3 separate regions of the Mus musculus genome follow, and regions 1 and 3 are each linked to region 2. Evidence: chromatin contacts called from public Hi-C and HiChIP or PLAC-seq data. All regions are on one chromosome and are shown on one strand. Each heading gives the region's core, a stretch centred on a gene start, on an enhancer-like site or on the middle of the called end of the contact. The rest is flanking DNA. Distances are from core to core; before and after follow the strand shown.

Region 1 (3,640 bases), core at 15-2,514, 250 kb before region 2:
GGAATTTCATAAATTCATTCTTTTTAATAGCTGAGTAGTACTCCATTGTGTAGATGTACCACATTTTCTGTATCCATTCCTCTGTTGAGGGGCATCTAGGTTCTTTCCAGCTTCTGGCTATTATAAATAAGGCTGCTATGAACATAGTGGAGCATGTGTCCTTCTTACCTGTTGGGGCATCTTCTGGATATATGCCCAGGAGAGGTATTGCTGGATCCTCCGGTAGTACTATGTCCAGTTTTCTGAGGAACCGCCAGACTGATTGGAAATGTCTCTTGAGCTATGGTGAGCTGCTGGCAGGCCAGGAGGCTTGCTCATCATCACACCACTTGCACTGGACTTAGAGCACAGTGGGAACCCAGCAAATGTTCCAGGAAGGAATCATTCAATCGACCAAAGCACTTTCCAAGAAATAATGAGACATCCAAGGTCTTGAGGCAGGGGAGTGAGCTGTCAGATCTGGGCTTCCCTGGACAAGCCTTTCACTGAGAGGGTTTTAAGCTTCGATTAGAGTGGCTTTGAATTTCTTCTGTTCTGATACTTGATTCTCATCACTTCCAGACGACATTTAGATGCAATGGGAACAGTCATAGTAATAGCCTCGGTTTCCCCTTTGGAGTCAGGACTGGTGATCAATTTAGGTTTGGCCCTGACTTCTCTGTCAACAAGGCTGTGGGAAGTGGAGGGGCAAAGTGGGGACCTACAGATCTGACCTATGGGGAATTGGGTACCACCCTTAGATCATTGCAAATCTGATCATGGACCCCACTGTGGTTGAGGAAGACTGGAAGGTTTAGAGGCAGCGCTTACAAAGGTGAGCTGGTCAGGTAGTGGATCACAACGTCTCTAGTAGAAACTGTTAGGTGCCTCAGTTTCCCCGTCTGTGCAAAGTGCATTGTACAGAAGGCACAAGACCACGCACATCGGGTTAAGGTGTTTCCAACCAAGTCTAGAGGCAAGGCGTAGCTGAGCCCAGGGAGGCGCAGAGGTGCGGGCTCCAGGCGCAGAGCTGATGCCTAGAGGTGAAGGCTCCAGGCCTTGTATCAGAAAGGTCCCGGGAGTCCATCTTTGCTCTGAGTGGAAAAAACTAGGAACTGGACGCCAGTAACCTGAGCCAGGGGCAGACCCGTCCGCAGGGCTGGGAGGGGCGAGTTTGGGCGCCCCGCCTGCGGTGCTCTCAGCAGCGGCTCAGGGCGCTGGGGGGCGGGAAGAGGTGGAGCCAGGTGGGGAGGAGCAAAACCCGGAGGCCTCGGGCACCGCGGGCAGAGCCAGAGCCGCTGGAACCTGAGCCCCGGCGTGCTGCTTTGGGAGAGTCCGCCGTCCGAGCCGAAAGCAGCCGCTGCCCGATTTCAGTACATAGTCCGGGAGAAAGGCTAGTGAGGCCGGAGACAGGGTCACGGATTCTACTGCAGTTCGGGAGCTGCCAGGTTGCCCGCGCTGGCCCTGCTGCCCTAATTGCACCTAGCCGGACTTGCTCCTCACGTCCCGGTTGCGCCATGGATCCTTCGGAGAAGAAGATATCGGTGTGGATCTGCCAGGAGGAGAAGCTGGTGTCCGGCCTCTCCCGCCGCACCACCTGCTCGGACGTGGTGCGGGTGCTTTTGGAGGACGGCTGCCGGCGGCGCTGCAGGCAGCGGCGGGGCCAGCGACGGGGCTTGACGGAAGACCCTTCGGGCCAGTTGGAGCTGCCCGAGCCCCCGGACGAAAACGACGAGGATGACGACGACGCGATGCCCCCGGGCATGCTATGTGGGCCCCCGCAGTGCTATTGCATTGTGGAGAAGTGGCGCGGCTTTGAGCGCATCCTGCCCAACAAGACGCGGATCTTGCGCCTCTGGACTGCTTGGGGCGACGAGCAGGAGAATGTACGCTTCGTGCTGGTGCGCAGCGAAGCGTCGCTGCCCAACGCCGGACCGCGCAGCGCCGAGGCGCGGGTAGTGCTCAGCCGCGAGCGCCCCTGCTTGGCCCGGGGCGCCCCAGCACGGCCCAGCCTGGCCTTGACCCAGGAGAAGCAGCGGCGGGTGGTACGCAAGGCCTTCCGCAAACTGGCCAAGCTCAACCGGAGGCGCCAGCAGCAGCCGTCGTCACCTTGTTCGTCCACGTCGTCGTCCACCGCCTCGTCCTGCTCGTCGTCTGCTCGGACCCACGAGAGCGCGTCGGTAGAACGTATGGAGACGCTGGTGCATCTGGTGCTGTCGCAGGACCACACGATTCGCCAGCAGGTGCAGCGGCTCCGGGAGCTGGACCGCGAGATAGACCGCTACGAAGCCAAGGTGCACCTAGACCGCATGCGGAGGCACGGAGTCAACTACGTGCAGGATACCTATCTAGTGGGGGCCGGCATCGACCTGGACGGACAAACTCCTGAAGGGGAGCCGGAAGATGCGACACTGGAGGAGAAGGGGACAGAACCGGCGGCACCCCTGGACAGCGAGGCGCAGGCGGCAGCGTTGGAGGAGCTGGCCAGGCGCTGTGACGACCTGGTGCGGCTGCAGGAGGAGCGCGCCCAGCAGGAGGAGTTGCTAGAGCGCCTGTCCGCCGAGATCCAGGAGGAACTGAACCAGCGCTGGATGCAGCGGCGCAATGAGGAGCTGGCGGCTCGAGAGGAGTCCCTAGAGCCCGATGGTGGTCCGGATGGCGAGCTGCTGCTGGAGCAGGAGCGGGTCAGGACGCAGCTCAGCACCAGCCTTTACATCGGGCTGAGGCTCAGCACGGACCTGGAGGCCGTCAAGGCGGACTTGGATTACAGCCAGCAGCAGAGGGACATTAAGGAGCGCGAGCTTCAGGGCCTTCTCCAGAGTTTGCACACTTTTGAGCAGACGGTGGTGCATGATGGGGCTCTGGGTTCCAGCGGACCCTCTCGCGAACCTCAGCCTCAGACCTGTGCAGAAATGTGGGTAGACCAGGCCCGGGGACTGGCTAAGAGTTGCCCGGGCAACGATGAGGACTCAGATACTGGGCTGAGCTCCATGCATAGCCAAGACTCAGACTCGGTACCCCCTGTGTGTGAATCCCTTGTGTAGAAGTAGTAGGGAGCAAGCTTAGACGCTTGCAGAATGCACTGGTTTGGCCTGCTCAGGGACATGAAGTGAGGCCATGGGGGTGAGCTCAGAGTTCCCACGGATGGGTCTGGAGAGTGAGTGTGAAGGAGGGTCCTGGACAAGGAAGCCCTAAGCTTCTAAGCTTTAGAGGGAAGTGGAGTCAGGAGGTGAGAACCCCTCCCTGTTTTTTAAAAACACATTAGGTAAGTGATGAGGTCCAAGCCCATTTTCAAAACAAGAGAAAAGGAAAACATTACGGGACATTTTTTTTTTACCACTCCTGTGCATGGGAAGGACTGATGACAGCTAGAACTTTGGTCTGTGGCATAAAGTGCTGCTAAAAGAAAACACTTGGATGGAAAGGAAATTCCTTGAATGTTAATTGTGACTGGAAACGTGTTCAAACTAGCCAAAGAGGGCGCACTAGTGTTGGTCTCTGCCTTGCTTAACATCTTTGATAAAACCCATAGGCATCAAAATCCTGACTGTTTACATTTCTTCAGGTTTGGGAATTACCCATCTGCTAAATCATTTGCCTTTTATTTCTGTCAAAGGCCAAACTGCACTGGGATGCAAGGCTGGGCCTCTCCTTACTAAAT
Region 2 (3,917 bases), core at 129-2,628:
TAAGTGAGTCGAGTGTTTTGATCCCATTTGTTCATGGATCCAGCCCACATTTGCAGAGTACTTTCTGGGTGTCAGCCCTATCCCCAACACCCCACCCAGGCCCCTCCAGCACATGCTAAAGGGGAGGGAGCACACATGGTTCAAAAAGGACGAAGTGGCCTTGCTATCAGGAAGTTTAACATTTAGAAGGTTTGCCAGTTGTTTGAAGGTAGAAACAAGACAACTTCTTTCCCTCTCCCCCTCTCTCTCTATTTCTCCCTCCCTCCTCTTCCTCCCCTCTCTCTGTCTCTTTCTTTAAAAATAAATAAATAAATCTCTGAGCAGGTGGTGCCTCGGGAGGCAAAAGCAGGCGGATCTCTGTGAATTGGATTCAAAGCCAGCTTGATGATCTACAGGAGTTCCAGGATAGCTAGGGCTACAACAGAACAACTAACCACCCAAACAAACAACTTTGCAACTTTTCTTTCTTTCCCGCTCCTTTGATACTTTTGCAAAGTACATTTGCTAGGGCCATGTCCATAACATGTAATAGAATCTTGCTCAGGTCTCACCCTGTGGCCCCGGCTAGCTCAGTACTCGCGATTATGCCCCTGCCTCAGCTTCTTGAGGGTTGGAATTACAGACTACGCCACCACCCCCGGGAGACTTCTCTTCCGATCGGGAATGACAGCTCCACTGGACGCTTGGAGGTCAAGAGAAAAAAAAAAAAAAAAAAAAAAAGAACGCGCGATCCGGTTAGTCGTCGGAAGGAAAAGTCTTCTAAATGCGCTAGCTATTAGCGCTGTGGTTCCGACTAGGACAAGCCAGGGGTTTCAGGAAGGTTCTGTCACTCTGTGTTCCTAAAATGTGGTTTCCTAGATGGAGCTGGAGAGGGATGGGCGAAGAGATGCGGCGTTTTCTCAGTGTTCTGCGAGCCAGGAAGGGGACGGAGGAGGAGGGAGAGCTGAGAGGCAGTCACTAGCCAGGGACGCGGCTGAGGAGCAGGGGACAACGGCGAGCTCGCAGAGTCCGCAACGCAGTGGCCTCAGCGAGCTTTAGACCTGAGGGGGAAAACCGAGGGCTGGGGCAAGAAATCCACAGAGCGTGCCAATTGGTCCACTCCTCGGGGCGTGTGCTTCTGTGCGCCAAATGATTGGTGAAGGGAAAGTAGCAGGTAAACCAGCCCTGCCGTCTTGCCATTGGTCAGAGGCTTTCCTATCGGTCACTCGATTGGCTAGCCTAACGCAGAGCAGAACGCGAATTGGTTTGGGTTGTCCGCCAAGACAACTCCGTTCGCTCTCTCTGATTGGCTAACGGGAAGAGGCAGGTATCCGGGCTGCGCGGCTCCTCCATTGGTGGGCGGGGAAGGGGGGTTGGGCACAGCGATTGGTGGGCGGGGGGCCGGGCCTGGGCCGGCGGGGAGCGGATTGGTCGGAAAGTAGGTTAGTGGTGCGACATTTAGGGAAGGCAGAAAGTAGGTCAGGGACGGAGGTGCCTGTTTACCCGCGCCGGACTTGCCGCCGCCGCCGCCGCGGGATCCGAGTGCGGGTGCGGGCGCGGGCGCTCGCAGCGAGCCACGGTGAGTGTCGGCATGGCTGCGGGCAGCAGCCGTCTCGGGGCGTCCCGTCGGGGGTCGCGAGTTCCCGGGCGGGCGCACCGCCCCCGCCCGCGGCGCAGCCGGGCCGCCGGGAGCCCTGCCCGACGTGCCCGCTGCCGGCCTTAAAGGGCCCGTGCGGCTCCCAGCCCCCACCTAGCCTCGGGGAGGCTGCGCCCCTTAAAGGCGCCGCTCCCGCGCACCCCCATCTTCCCCGCCTGGGCTGCACAGCGGGCGGGGGAGGACTGGGGGGACCCTGGGACGCTGTCAGCGGGTGCGCCCACCTTCCCCGCGCGGGCATCACCACCTGGCTCGGGAGGGGGCGGCCAGCGGCCTCTTAAAGAGACAGCAGTACCGGGTGGCAGCAATGACCCGAACCTGGGAAGAGCTCCGGGATACATCCCCGGGAGCTTCTGGATCCCCGAGGAGATGGCCGGGACGCGGGCAGAACGATGCTATGCGGCGCTTGCCTGGTCAACCCTTCTACACTTCTCCCTCGGGAGCCGGGTGGGGGCGGGGAGGGCGTCTCCGTCAAGTCGGGGAGTCCGTACTGGTACGTCCCTATGGCCTGTCTTGGGGCTGGCGCGGACCCCGGGAATCCCCTGGCTGGCTTGGACCAGGCCCACGGACAGCCGTCGGGCCTGCGCTGTCCGGTACCTGGGTGGTCCTGGAGGATGTGTCTTCCCCGTTGGGTCTGGGAGTAGGTACCCGATGGCGTGGGGACTGTGCCCTGTGCCCGGTAGGCGTCAGAGACCCAAGGAGTGCGCAGCAGAGGCTTCACTCCGATGCGGGTTTGACAGATAATCGGGGAAGAGGAAGGTTTCCACTGGAGATTACCCCAGTGTAGACAGCTTGGGGTGCTCGGGTTTGCAGGGAGAAGTCAAAGATAGAATTTTAGGCAGACTCGGGGCGCACATGGAAGCCATCCCCGGGGTCGCGTAGCGGGTTGTGTTCGGAAATGAGTGCGTTGGACACCGGTGTGTGTGTCTGTCAGAGTTGCGCTGGCCAAGCTGACATGATCGCCCCTTACCTGTTCGGGGTGCACCTTCTCCAGTCCTTTCCCTACATTTAGCCTAGTTTTGACCCTCTGACCCCTTGAGATCTGGCTCCTCTCCTGTCTTAAGTTGCTACTTTTAAAGTAAGAAATCATTAATCAAGTTTTCTCACCTAACTTCCAAAAATCAGAGACTGTAATCACGACCAATTACTTTTTGACAGTACCAGTATTGCCAAGATCTTCGTTGTGGGTTTTGTTTTTATGTCCAGGAAAACTGATCATTAAATGCTTTTTTTCCTACTGCTCTTGCTTGTCATTTTTCCTTTTCACATTTGCTGCTGTGCCCTCTTTCAATCTATTTTTACTTAACAACTATTATTTTTATTCTTAAGTTCCCATTGATACCAGGATCTGTCAATTTGGGTTGGTGGATTTTCTAATTAATGTACTAGTTGAATCATGAGCTTAAAATAATCATTGCTGCTCTTGAGCAGTTTTGAATAATCTCAGGCTCCCTGTGCTTGCAAGAAAGAGGGGAGGATGGTTCGCTGCTGTTAAATTTGATTCCCATACCAGTGAAGTTCCAATATATATATAGATATATTTTTAAATACAAAATGTAATCCTTAAGTTTATTCTTTGTTCCTGGGTTTATATTATTGCTAAGTCTTTTAAAATGGGTTGTTGAACATATTTAGAAGGGTTAGAAATTTTCTAGGCAGATTTGAAATTGGGTGTATCAGCGGAAGCTGGATCTGTAGCAGCACTTTGGTTCTATCTTAGATGTTGCCAGTGAATAATGACGATGTTAAAACAGCAGTTAAATTTGTACTTTGTTCCAATCTCTGCTGCTTAAAATGGGAGAGGCTTTGATAAGGCGTAGAAGAGTGGTAACCTGGGAGTTAGGAGGCATGAAACTAGGTTCTAGCCCTGACTGGAACCAGGTGGCTTTGCTACGAAGAGCAAATTACTACACCTTTCTGGGTTATGTTCACCTCTGATGAAAAGTCAGACAGTTGATCTAAGGGATGTCAAAGATTTCTACCACTCTTAGGTTCTATATGCCTCCCAGTATTGAATAAATTTGAATCAGGATAGGCATCTACCTCCTGGAGCTGTCAGAACAATTGAGTGAAAGTCCTTTTTTCATGGGACAGTTAAGTAGATCAACAGATGGTGTTTAAAGGGATCCATTTCAAATGATTTATAATTGATGACGATTCACCCGTATCACTGCTATTTGTAGAAGAGGTTTACATGCCACGGGGCAGGAAAAGGAAGTGGCCGTGTTTTCAGATTTATTCCTTCACATCCCCAGTCTCACTGGGACTCATGTATGCATAAGCG
Region 3 (4,053 bases), core at 245-2,744, 140 kb after region 2:
TATGAAATGCCTAAAACATTTTCTTTTAGAAAATAACATTTCATCTATATGCTTTTCTGTGCTTACCAAATTTATGTAATGAGTATGTATCACTTTCATAATAAGACAAGCAGTATTATCAGAAAAGAACCAGCAGAACTTAAGAAAAGTATTCTACAAAGTGTAAGGTAAGAAGATTAACCTTGAAGTTGTCCTTTTATAATTTTATTATAGTAACAAGCTTATAATATATATGTATCTCAAGATAATTGAATAATCATTCATATTTTTAGGGGCTAGGCAGAAAAATAAATAGAAGATGTTGAGATAAGGAAAAGATATTACAACTATTTACATTAAAATAATTTTAATATTCTGAATATATTAAAAGTCCCTACAAAATAATTGGTAATAAAGGCAGAGTAAAATTTATTAACATTTTAAATTGTGCTAAAATTTCCAAATAAAGCAAGTACTTTCACCTACGAAGAATATCATAGCAAGAGCACTTATCCTGGTTTACAAATTTTTCATCTAGGTTAACATTAAATTCACTAACCCAAAAAACGTGCCTAGCGATCTCTCTCAGCAGCAGCATTTAGTTTTTCTACTCATATCCTGTAGACTAGACAGTCACTTACCCAGTCAGGGCTTCCCTCATTCAAAACAAATTCAGTCTTGTAGAAAAATTACTACATATTAGCAGTTTCATTCTCTTTAATTCATTCCAAAGCAAAATCTCCTTAATTCTATCTTTAGGTAACTATTTCATTTTTCTATCTTGAATTTTATTTTCAATGTATGAAACTGCTTCAAAATTTGTTTCCCTAGCCAAGTTTTGCATTCATAAAATATAATACTAAATATAATGCATTCTCAAGTCACAAGAAATAACAAAGCACCAAACCCATGAAAACAATACTAACATATCCCATTTATTTTAAATGTGCCATTAAACTGAAATCAGAAGTACCATCTTTTACATTTAGAAATGCAAATGACTATTATAAAACAAAGGCCAGCATTTCACTCTCTACCTCTCATATTCATTCTTGTATATACTTATAACCCAGAGATAGCATGTAAGAAATGAATACACACCTTCCTTTAGTGTATGCCAGGGTAGACACACAAAAACAAGAGAAAAATTTTGAAATCAGAGTGTAAAGGGACTCTGCTTTTTCAAACAATGCAGCACTGAAAGCCAGGTCAGCATCCTTGGGCATTACTAGGAAACTTTAGTTCATCTGGTTTTTCCATCATCCTCAAGATTCTTCTGAACAGTCAGAAAATCTTCCAGTCTCCTCCTACCTCACCTGTCCAGACTTCCTTTAGCTTCCCTCTCTCTACTGTGTAATCCTGCTGTTGCAGATATTTAAGCTTTAAATGTTCAGAGATTCAACCCCCTCTAAATATTAATTCAGCTCATTTTCTCACAGACACTGACTCAGCCGTGTGGGTTGTGCAGCACTGACGTTTCTAACCAAACAGCATCGTGTGAGCTGTGATCATCCCACTTCTCCATCCCTGAACAGTGATTGGATATTGTAATTGATAGGCAGGTGGAAGAAAACGCAGGAGATGAGGGCTTAGAGATATGTAGACATGTTGCCAAATGCCATCTGTAAAGCTAATTCCAGCTCTGACAGCTTGCCAGGTTTTAGGAACTAGGATGCAGATAACTCCTTCCTTTCAGTATCACTGTATCCCTTGTAGACAGTAACTCTTTTAAACCACAAGGAAAATACCTGCAACCTAAGGATCCACCCAACTATTCTTTTAAGAACCAAACTTTCTTATTCTAAATTGCTGCTGGAACTATTAAAGGGAAACTGGAAAGCATGCTTTTCATGTAGTGTCCAAAAAAATGAGCATGCGTGCTTCTGGGTGGAAATGAAACCTTGCGGCAAATCTGATATTGGATGCATGTATGCATTTATCTTTAGAAACCTAAGCAGACTGCAGACAGCAGTTTTTACATAGTCATACTGTATGTATTAAATCCAAGAGCTTTTAGTGTCTTTTAGTCAGACATTTTAACATTATATATAAGAGGTGTTAAGGTTTTTTTTTTTTTTAGAATAGTAAAAGATCTCTAATTTGTAATTAAAAAAAAAAAAAGCTGTCATATTTTGGGCCAAGTATACTTCAACTAAAATCACTGTTAACAACTTCAGCAAGCTAGGAAGTTCCTCTACATACATATTAACTATACTAGTTGCATATATGTATATGACATAGAAGCAAAGCTCACTGAATTTAACCTAACTTATTTGTACACAAACTGTAGGTCCACCACAGTATATCTGCATTAAAAAAAAAAAGAACAAGGAAATTTTATATATGCTTGCAATAACAACTGGTTAAAAAAAAAAAAGCCATGGATTTGAAGGAGTCTGGGGAGAGAGATGGGGGAGAATTTCAAAGGAGGAAAAGGAAGGGAGAAAAGCTTTAATTAAATTATAATCTCAAAAATTAGAAAAAAATTGTATTACCTAGAAATGATTGCTACACCAAGCCCTTGACTATTAACAAAAGTCAGTACATTTAAGAGAATAATACTATCACTTTTATAAATCCACAGTATTTGATTATAGCCAAAGAAGGCAGGGGGCATTAAAATAAAAGTATAAAATTATTAAAATATACGTAAAACACAGTAAATTTAACAGGACAACATTTACATTACTTACTAAAATTGCATGAGGAAGACTATGCTCACTATTAATAAACTGCCAGTCTTGCTTGAGGCAACAACATACCTAAATTAAGACTGTATTTCTTTATTACCAGTCTCCCTGTTCTAGAGACAGGCATAAAAGCAGATGCCTGTTGGAAATTCGCAAAAATACTCATTTTCTCATTCCCTTTTGCCTAGAAGGTGAAGAGCAGCTAAAGCTACATAGCCAACTTCTGATTATGAGATAGGACATACCTATCAGAGGATTCTGATCCTGATATTCTTTAGCATCTAAGGTACATCAGGTATCTCTTAACTTCTGGATTTAAATACCAAAGAACAAAACAAAAACCCAACTTAAAAGATAGGGGCTTTTAATCAAATACCAAATAGTCAAGAGTGAAAGGGGGCGGGGTTGGGGGTCGGGAATAGGTAGAGACAGAGTTTAAAAATATCAGCCATGAATTAGTAACCAGTCTGGGTGATAGGAAATGAGTTTATTATACCTGGTCTCTTTGAAATGATAAATTATTAATATTTTAAAGATAAAATTAATGAGAGTCATGTCTATAAGTTAGAGCTTTGTGATTACATATGCTGGATAGTCTTGTGCAAGACTATTAACCTCAGTTGTTTTTTTTTTTTTCAGTCTTATCTAATGGAAACAGTAGTGCTATTCAAAGCTGCTTCCTCAGATCCAGGCCAGGTAATCTCCTAGACACACCCCTTATTCACTCTAATGCTTTAAGCGCCTCAGGACTAGACACCTTATTTCCCACTAACACAGGCTGACAATGACCTTTCCTCTGAACTTCATTTACAAGTCAAGGTCATGATTTATGTGTTCTACAATTTTCTAATTAGTCTTTATATGGATATTTAAGTGTTCTGTAATAATGCCCCCAATATCCTAACATATTTTGAATATTCTCCTGAAATGAAGGCAAGTTTTTTTTTGTTTTGTTTTAAAAATTATAGAATTCTTTCTTTAAAGTATCTTAAGTGAAATTCCTAAAAACACAGGACAAGAAACTTCTCAAAGTAAGCTGTTCTTACTTGGGCATATCTTACATAAATGGGGCTTAATATAAATCTACTCAAAAGGTTTCCTGGCTTTTTCCTTAACATTTAAAAAAATTGTTTATGTGTATGTATGTATGTCTGCATAAGTCTATGTACACCATGATCATGCACATGCAGGTGCCCTCAGAAGCCAAAGGACAGGAGATTTTCTGGGACTGGAGTTTAAAGCAGCTATGAGCTGCCAGATGTAGATGCTAAGAACTGAACTCAGGCAGGTCCTCTCTCGCCCACTAACATTTTGTTGTTTTAAGACAGGTTCTCATATAGCTCCACATAACCTTGATCTCTTGATCCTCTTGACTTTACCCTCC

The links. A called contact is a pair of places that touch in the nucleus more often than the background predicts. HiChIP or PLAC-seq counts read pairs in DNA pulled down with a chosen protein or histone mark.
Region 1: an H3K4me3 HiChIP or PLAC-seq map of embryonic stem cells shows a contact between it and region 2, with 17 read pairs. The contact joins the promoter of Rassf10 here to the promoter of Arntl in region 2. A contact is called at or near these places in 1 of 39 promoter capture datasets (embryonic stem cells), 2 of 484 Hi-C or Micro-C datasets (both in embryonic stem cells), 6 of 115 datasets of contacts at active chromatin or transcription factors (astrocytes, embryonic midbrain, embryonic stem cells and 1 more) and 1 of 9 other capture datasets (adipose tissue).
Region 3: a contact with region 2 is called in a Hi-C map of rod photoreceptor, with 1.8 times the contacts expected there. The contact joins the enhancer-like site here to the promoter of Arntl in region 2. A contact is called at or near these places in 10 of 39 promoter capture datasets (cranial neural crest, embryonic stem cells, frontonasal cranial neural crest and 5 more), 1 of 484 Hi-C or Micro-C datasets (rod photoreceptor), 1 of 115 datasets of contacts at active chromatin or transcription factors (embryonic stem cells) and 3 of 9 other capture datasets (adipose tissue, liver and pancreatic islet).

Annotation. Positions count from the first base shown.
Region 1 is chr7:112,952,698-112,956,337 of GRCm38.p6, forward strand. It overlaps Rassf10 (Ras association (RalGDS/AF-6) domain family (N-terminal) member 10), which reads left to right and starts at 1,265. Exons shown (of 1, transcript NM_175279.3): 1 at 1,265-3,640. The coding sequence starts at 1,497. The coding sequence ends at 3,023.
Region 2 is chr7:113,206,087-113,210,003 of GRCm38.p6, forward strand. It overlaps Arntl (aryl hydrocarbon receptor nuclear translocator-like), which reads left to right and starts at 1,379. Exons shown (of 20, transcript NM_007489.4): 1 at 1,379-1,558.
Region 3 is chr7:113,345,952-113,350,004 of GRCm38.p6, forward strand. All of the region lies in intron 4 of Btbd10 (BTB (POZ) domain containing 10), which reads right to left. Among named protein-coding and RNA genes, the nearest start is that of Btbd10, 21 kb to the right of the region's middle. Within about 2 kb of position 1,495, at least 51 of the 459 cell types and tissues checked have an H3K27ac peak or open chromatin away from gene starts, as enhancers often do. A contact at or near this core is called in hippocampal neurons, pancreatic islet and rod photoreceptor, where this site is marked.